Regions from separate parts of the Mus musculus genome. Here region 2 is linked to region 1. Evidence: chromatin contacts called from public Hi-C data. All regions are on one chromosome and are shown on one strand. The core of a region is the stretch at or near the end of the contact, and the rest is flanking DNA. Distances in the headings are between cores, read along the strand shown.

Region 1 (3,550 bases), core at 947-3,446:
TGCAATCACCAACAGCGGAGGACTGTTCCTCTTTCTCCACATCCTGGTCAACATCTGGTGTCATCTGAGCTTTTGATCTTAGCTATTCTGACTGGTGTGAGATGGAATCTCAGGGTTGTTTTGATTTGCATTTCCCTGATGATTAAGGATGTTGAACTTTTTTTTTTTTTAGGTAATTCTCACCTATTCGATATTCCTCAATTGAGAATTCTTTGTTTAGCTTTGTATCCCATTTTTTAATAAGGTTGTATGCTTCCGTTCTTACTGGATACTTCCATGTCTGTCTCCATTCTTACTGGTCACTTCCATGCTCTCTGTTCATGCATAGGAGTGCCTGGCAAAGCAGGGATGGGAGAGAAGACATTTTACCATGTTTATGCTTTTTGAGTTTTAAAGGCAACAAGAAGCACACATTTTGGTTAGGACCTGTTTCAACAAGATCCCTTTCTGTGAGGCATTGCTGCTCTAATGGGTATACATCTCAACCTATTGTCAGGAGTGATTGCAACTAGAGAGTCTTGATATGAAAATTAACTTAGAGTTTGCATAATACAGAAGATCTGCTCTAAATATCCATGTTTCCCAGGGTATCTCCCATATTCTTTTTAAAGGTTTGACTGTCAGGGTAGTTTTTAAAGTACTTTGCATATTTTATAGGTGCAAAGAATTTCTGCAGGAACATTACTGGCATTGAAGCTTGAATTCTGAGTTCAAGTCCCAGGGTTTCTTCCATTCTACCAAAAGGTTAAGCAAATGTTAGGTATGTGAAGTAAAGACAGTGGCAACTACTCTAACTCTCTAGGAGAGTTATCACAGTCCTCCTGCCCAGGGAGAAGGCAACCACACTACCTATCTGAATACAGTATTTAAAGGAATCATTTATTATGCCAGAAGCTCCTGTGGCTCTAGAAAATGTCAAATGAGCCCTTTAAATTGACATTGAGGTCCCAGGCAACAGAAGGGAGACAACAGGAAACACTACCAACACTTGGACTTTGGAAGGAAATGACCAGTGGAGTTGGCTTTAACTGATATCCAATGAGTGTTGGCAGTAACCCTGGCTGAGGCCTGAGAGCAAAGACTTCACATAGGGAGCAGGAAAGGCTGGCCCAGGGGTGGCCCTAGCAGGTTTGGAATAGTGCTGCAGCGCTGGAAATACTGCCAGGTGGTCTCAGCGCCACTGCAGGGAGGACAGGCAGAAGGGTGATCAGTGAGAGAGAGAGACAGCATCTTTCAGTGTTTACAGACGTTCCCTATTAAGAAAGCCTAAAGAAGAAACAGTTGTGACAGTGGAAACATAATCTGGGGAGTCTCAGGCCCTTCTTTCCATTCTGGACTTGGAGCTTAGATTGAGAAGATTGGTAAAATGCTTTGCAACAAGAAATGCAAATTTAATCTTGAGAGTAAAACCATAATTTTGTAAGCATTAACATTCTAGCTCTCTTAAATCTTGAAAAAATAACAGTGGAATAGGTATTCTTAAATGACTTCAATGTTGTCAGAAAGGTTCCCAATAGTACTTAACCAGTGTTTACATCACATGAGGTCTACTCATGGTTGAGGCTCAATGGCTTGTGAGTAATATGCTTATTTTGCTATTATAAAGTAGTGATAAATACATTAATGAGGGTGTAACAGTTATGGAAAATATTTTATAATACCAGATTGATAGAGTGATTTCTATATTCCTTTTTACTCCCATGCATTTTCTTCAAAGACATTGTAAGAAATTATTGAATATTTTCAGAAACTATTAATGATATAAAGAAGCCTGTGCTTCACATGTTTTAGAGAACTGGTCTTTTGTCTCTGTAAGAGATAAGAACCAATCCCTGTGACTGCTAGTCTAAATCTTGCTGTCTTTCTAAGTAGTTTGATGATAGTCCTTTGACTCAGCTAAAGATCTGCAGGATCGTGTGGTGCTAAATTGCTATGAAAAAGTAGATCTGGATTCCTAGCAACCTTGCTTACAGGGAGAGAGAAAGAGAGGAGGGAAGGTGGATGGAGGGAGGGAGGGAGGGAAGGAGGGAGGGTGGAGGGAGGGAAACTGTGAAAATAACATCCCTTTTTACAATAGATTTCTTTTTCCTTTGATTTGGGAAATGGTCCTGCAATGTTCCTTTCATCTTCTGTGCTGGTCATTCTTGTTGTCTGGGATTACCTCCACTAAGAGGCCTGTCTTCTGTGATGTCGGAGTTTCTATTGAAATAAAGATATGTAGCTGATAATTGACTGGGAGTTAATTTATTTAAACACAGATTGTAAACAAGTGGCTATCGCCATGACGATCTTGGCTACTAGACAGAGTATGCAGCTAAGCTAATAAACAGACAAATGTAGCAGGAGTCTGGCAGGGAAACAACAAATCTTTCTTGCTGAAGGGAAGAAGTTGTAAAAAAAAATTGAAAAAATAAAATAAAAAACCCTGGAAAACTCACAGCTGCTCCACTCCTGATGCTGGCAAGGCTGAGAGCTAAATACCAGCTTCTTCAGCAACCCTTCAGTTTGCAGCATCCCCAGGCTGTGAATGTTTTTTAGCCCCTTTGAGCACCAACAGAGTAGCTTTGCCTGGGAGGAGGCAGTGAAGAGAACTCTGGGGGCTCAGGGGACAATATGGCTTTACTCTGGTGACCTGCTGTGGCCTTACAGGGAACTGCTCTTTTGTGGATTCCTTACTAGAGATATTTTAGGCATAGCTGTCCTGAGTCAGGCCACTTCTGGTCTGCAGGCAGGAAGTATTACTGCTTGAATTAGCCCATCATCAAACTCCTGTTTAGAAAGATGAAGTTAGTTCTTATATTCTAGATTGACACTTGTGAATTATTTGAACAGGGCCCTGGCTCATTGGGGAAAAAAAAATGTGTCTCTTATGCCTAACATTCTGGGTTAACCCCAGTATTGCAAAGGAAAGTAAGAAAGAGATAGATATTCAAAAGGCCTTCCATCTACTGATTCCATGCTTCTCCTCCATCATTCTCTGCTGGTGATGGATGCAAACCTGATTTTAACTCCTAATTGATTACTAATCTGATTTATCCTGTAAAGGAAAATATTTCAGAAATACCTTTTTTTTGATCAAACCTTATCTTGGCACATCTGTATGCTAATGCCTTGAGTTCTTTAAGTAGGTGAATATTGCCACGTTATTTTCACCTTCAGTCAAAACAATTAATAGAAAATAATTGACTTATGATTGATGAATGTACAGACTTTCTGGTATCCCCTCGGGAAACAGGGGTAGGGTGGGTCTCAACCCTCTGCTGTATCATAAGCTAAGACTTCAGGATGGAAGACTATTATTCCCAAGATGGACCTAAGAGTATCTTTGCTTTCCATGGTCTTTTACAGTCACATAATTGTGCCTGTTGCTTCATAATTAAAGGACAGCATTTGGAGTTATGGTGTTTCTCATGTCCTGTTAACCTTCTCAGAATCACAGGTCTCTGTACCCTCCATGTCAAATTAAGGGATGAAATTTCAGACTTCTTCCTGGGTTCATTTGCCCAAGAGTGAGTCCAAGTTCGAATTTTCCATTTCTCCCTATGCTTTC
Region 2 (3,890 bases), core at 987-3,486, 1.0 Mb after region 1:
TATAAACACACTTTGCTCAGCCCATATAACGTTGGACATATACTTGTCTACATATGATTCCATGATTCCATGACTAGCAACTTTGTATTTGTATTGGATAAGCTATTAGGGGTCTCCTCCCCCCCCCCAGACTAATTCTGCTCTTGGTATTCCTGACAGTGGCATTATGTGCTCTCTTTTTTTCAATGTGTTGTTGCTTCATTGCTGTCTATAACCACAAGAGGATGCTCTGACAACATGCCTAAGGGGACAGAGAGAAAAGCAGAAAGCACTTGAATTATTTTTTTTATTTTTGAGAATTTTGTACATGATACAATAAAACATTCTATCTACCCACTCCATTATCTCCATACTTCCAAACATACCTGTTTTCAACTTCATGTCTTTTTTGTTTGGTTATAACCAAAGAGTTCAGTTAATGCTACTTATTCACACATAGGCATGGAGCCATCCACTGGAGCATAGGGATTCTACCAGGGGTCACATACTCAATAAAGAATGATCCTCCCTTCTCCAGCCATTGTCATAGCTCCATAGCAAGTGGTGCCATTGACTAATCTGAATTCTATGCTGTAACTCTCCTCTGGTTGCTTTTGCCTTCAGTAGGTCTTGCACTGGTAACAACAGCTGCTGGGATTTCATGACTACGACAGCCACATCCTGTCCAGAAGGCAGCATCTCTCAGCACTCTCCCATCCTCTGGCTCTTCCATCCTCTCCTCCTCTTCTGCAATGTTCCCTGAGCCTTGGTGATGGTGCTCATGGCAGGGACAGGCAATGCAGATGCCCCAGTTAGAGCTGAGCACTCAGCCTCTTGTTCTTGGCATTTCAGTCAGTTCTGCATCTCTCCAGTGATTGGTTTCACAGATCAAGGTTGAGAGCATCCCAGGTCTGTTGGTATCAGGATGTGGGCAGACAAGAGAAGGACCTAAGCATTGACTCCTCAACAGTAGCATTGTGGACTCAGCCAACCTTAGGACTGCCTACCCTGCACTTCTTCCTGTCTGAGAGGCTAAGTCCATTGCTTTTGAATATAGTCTTACCCAGAATCTTGCCAGTTGCTGCTGTATCTTTACCATCAACACAAGGTGCTGCCACAGTCTGAGACTTCCATGCTTGGGAATGCTTGGACTTTTGAGTTGAGTCTTTCTTCTTGTTTAGCTTCTTTGGGTCTGTGGAATGTACATGGTACCTGTATTTTATGGCTAATAACCACTTCTAAGCGAGTACATACCATACAGGTCTTTTTGGGACTGGGTTACCTCACTTAGGATGATATTCTCAAGTTCAATCCCTTTTTCTGAAAAATTCACAATGTTTTGGTTTTTAATAGCTGAATTGTATTTCATTGTGTAAATGTACCACATTTACTTTATCCATTCTCCAGTGGAGGGACATCTAGGTTGTTTTCAATTTCTGACTATTATGAATAAAGCTGCTGTGAACATAGTTGAATAAGTATCTTTGTGGGATGTTGAGTCACCTTTTGGCTTATATGTCCAGGAGTGGTATAGCTGGGTCTTGAGGTAGAACTATTCCCAGTTTTCTGAGAAAATGCCAAATTGATTTCTAAAGTGTTAGTACAAGTTTTGTCAGCCACTAGCAATGGTGGAGTGTTCCCCTTGCTCCACATCCTTGCCAACATGTGCTGTCACTTACATGAGTTTTTTGGTTTTTTTTGTTTTTTTTTTATCTTAGCCACTCTGATGGGTGTAAGATGGAATCTTAAGGTTGTTTTGATTTACATTTTCCCAATCTTTCTTTTAGTTGTCTACAGAAAAATTTAAATATAATGCACGCTGTTCTAGACTAGCAGGAACTTAGAGAGCAGATAGATCTTACAAAAGGGAAGTCTTTGGTTAAATGTCTGAGTCTGGTGAAGGCTGATATGACTCAGCAATTACCTTAGTGGCAGGCCCACACTCTCAGCCTGCCCTTAATCTTTACTGGCTGAATTAAATGATCATTTGGAGCTTACAGTGTTGACGAATGCTGGCTGCACTCTTTTGATCACCTTTGCTTCTGTCCATGCTTCCACCCTTTATAACTTACTGAAAACTCACCTGGTCATGACAAACTATGTGAAATCCAGCTGTTGGTTTGTGACCCCTTTGAGTTCCAGTCTGTGGCCTGAATTTTAAGCAAACTTGCTCAATTTTTAGACATGGTATAGGAGGGCCTGCTCTGTCTCCAAATACAGACCAGGACAGCAGCTGGGCATTTGTGCTCCCCATCTCTATGTGAACCAAGTTCCCTGACTCTTCTCAGCCACATTAGCCTGAATGCTGTCATTAGTCAGTAAACAATGGGAATTGTTTATCTTAACATCTGTGCTAATACATAATACGATGCTACACAGGCAAGGTACAGAACAGAATGATCTCTGTTTTTATTTCAGACTTCTTGGGAGTTCCTTTTCAGATTTATAAAAGCCACATCTTCTGCCCAGAGTAGGAGTGTCTGGCCACTTATGTGACAATAACGTAAGTTGGAATTTGGCCAAAGAACCAATAGCATTATCAGCCAGACACAGTCTTTCATCTTTTTGTCAGCTGTTAAGCAGAGATGTGAAAGGGTTCACATATGCCTTCCACATTGTTGAAATGACTCACAGGCCCACAGTGTGGGGTAGAGCTAGAACCTTTCAGACTCATAGCAAACAACATGGCAGGTACAATGATGATCTGTCCCGCAAGAGAAATCGAGGCACAGAGAAACTAAAGCCAAGGTCTGATGTTTGTGTCTCCCTAACAACAGACTCTCCTCTTTCCCCCACACATCACACAGTCAGTTTGAACCTGGAGCACACCTTCCCCATTAATCACCACTGCATTAATTAACTGTGCCTGATCATTTACCATGTACAAATTAGGATTAAAAGGCAAATAACACATTGTCTCTATGGCATCTCACAAGTGGAGAAATAGATGCTGAAGAGCCTTCCTTCCCCTGAACTATTCTAGAGCCACCTGCCCCCACTGCCCTCTTCCTCGTTAGCTATTATTGCTTGATTTTAGCCTACAAGGGCTATGTCAAGTACAGCCATCTTGTCTGCCTTAAACAACAGGGCTTTGCTTTCTCACAAGTGCACAATCTAGATGTGTGCTGGCTTCATTCCTTCTGAGGCTGCTCATCTGAGCTTGTGAATCGCAGCTGCTCAGGGTCTTCACATGACTATGTCCAAGCTTCTTTTATAATGGAGATGTTGTTCATACTTAAGGGCATACCTGACGCCCTCATTTTAATTTTAACTACCTCTTAATGATGCAATCTGCTATACTCACATTCTGAGATACCAGTGAGGACTTCAGTATATAATGGTGGGTGGAGGGGTTACAACTCAGCTCATAATACTATAGTAATATCTCTCCACCAATATCTCCATAAAGTGCTAAACTTCTGCAATGACTGCATACCCCCCTTCACCCAACACACACAGACACACAGAAAGACTTTAAAACCTTTCCCAGCCTGAGTCAGGAAAAGAACATAATTGTGCATGGTGTAAACCAGGCATACAACTAAGAGGTAAATGTTTCCTGGGGATAAACAGCCTTTGGGCTCCTCAGAATGGCCCTCTTTAGCTGTTTGCATAGGCTAATGTACATTTGTCTTATCAAAAATGTTATATAGGTTTAAAGCATAAGGGAAATTTACTCACCAAAACACAGAATGAACTGCCCCGGATTTACACCAGCTACAAGTAGTAAGGATATGTCAAACAGCTTCTGGGACAGGATAAGAATAAAGTCCTAAACATGGTGAAAAAGATTAACAGAAGTCTGGGGAGGAGCTCGTTATATAATCCACCGAGTGTCTATTATCCATGGCTGTGAGAGAGAGGACAGTGCCCCTGTAAATTAGTTTCACTTGTTTTCATGCAAAGAAACG

What was found. Hi-C and Micro-C count contacts between places; a contact is called where the count stands out from the background.
Region 2: a contact with region 1 is called in a Hi-C map of uterus, with 7 times the contacts expected there. The contact joins two enhancer-like sites. A contact is called at or near these places in 6 of 39 promoter capture datasets (the 3T3-L1 cell line, the HPC-7 cell line, hippocampal neurons and 2 more) and 11 of 484 Hi-C or Micro-C datasets (the AML12 cell line, the HPC-7 cell line, bone marrow-derived macrophages and 5 more).

What each region holds. Positions count from the first base shown.
Region 1 is chr8:81,809,980-81,813,529 of GRCm38.p6, forward strand. All of the region lies in intron 7 of Inpp4b (inositol polyphosphate-4-phosphatase, type II), which reads left to right. Among named protein-coding and RNA genes, the nearest start is that of Gm25267, 340 kb to the right of the region's middle. Within about 2 kb of position 2,197, at least 48 of the 459 cell types and tissues checked have an H3K27ac peak or open chromatin away from gene starts, as enhancers often do. A contact at or near this core is called in uterus, where this site is marked.
Region 2 is chr8:82,844,390-82,848,279 of GRCm38.p6, forward strand. No RefSeq gene overlaps it. Among named protein-coding and RNA genes, the nearest start is that of Gm31545, 8.8 kb to the left of the region's middle. Within about 2 kb of position 2,237, at least 31 of the 459 cell types and tissues checked have an H3K27ac peak or open chromatin away from gene starts, as enhancers often do. A contact at or near this core is called in uterus, where this site is marked.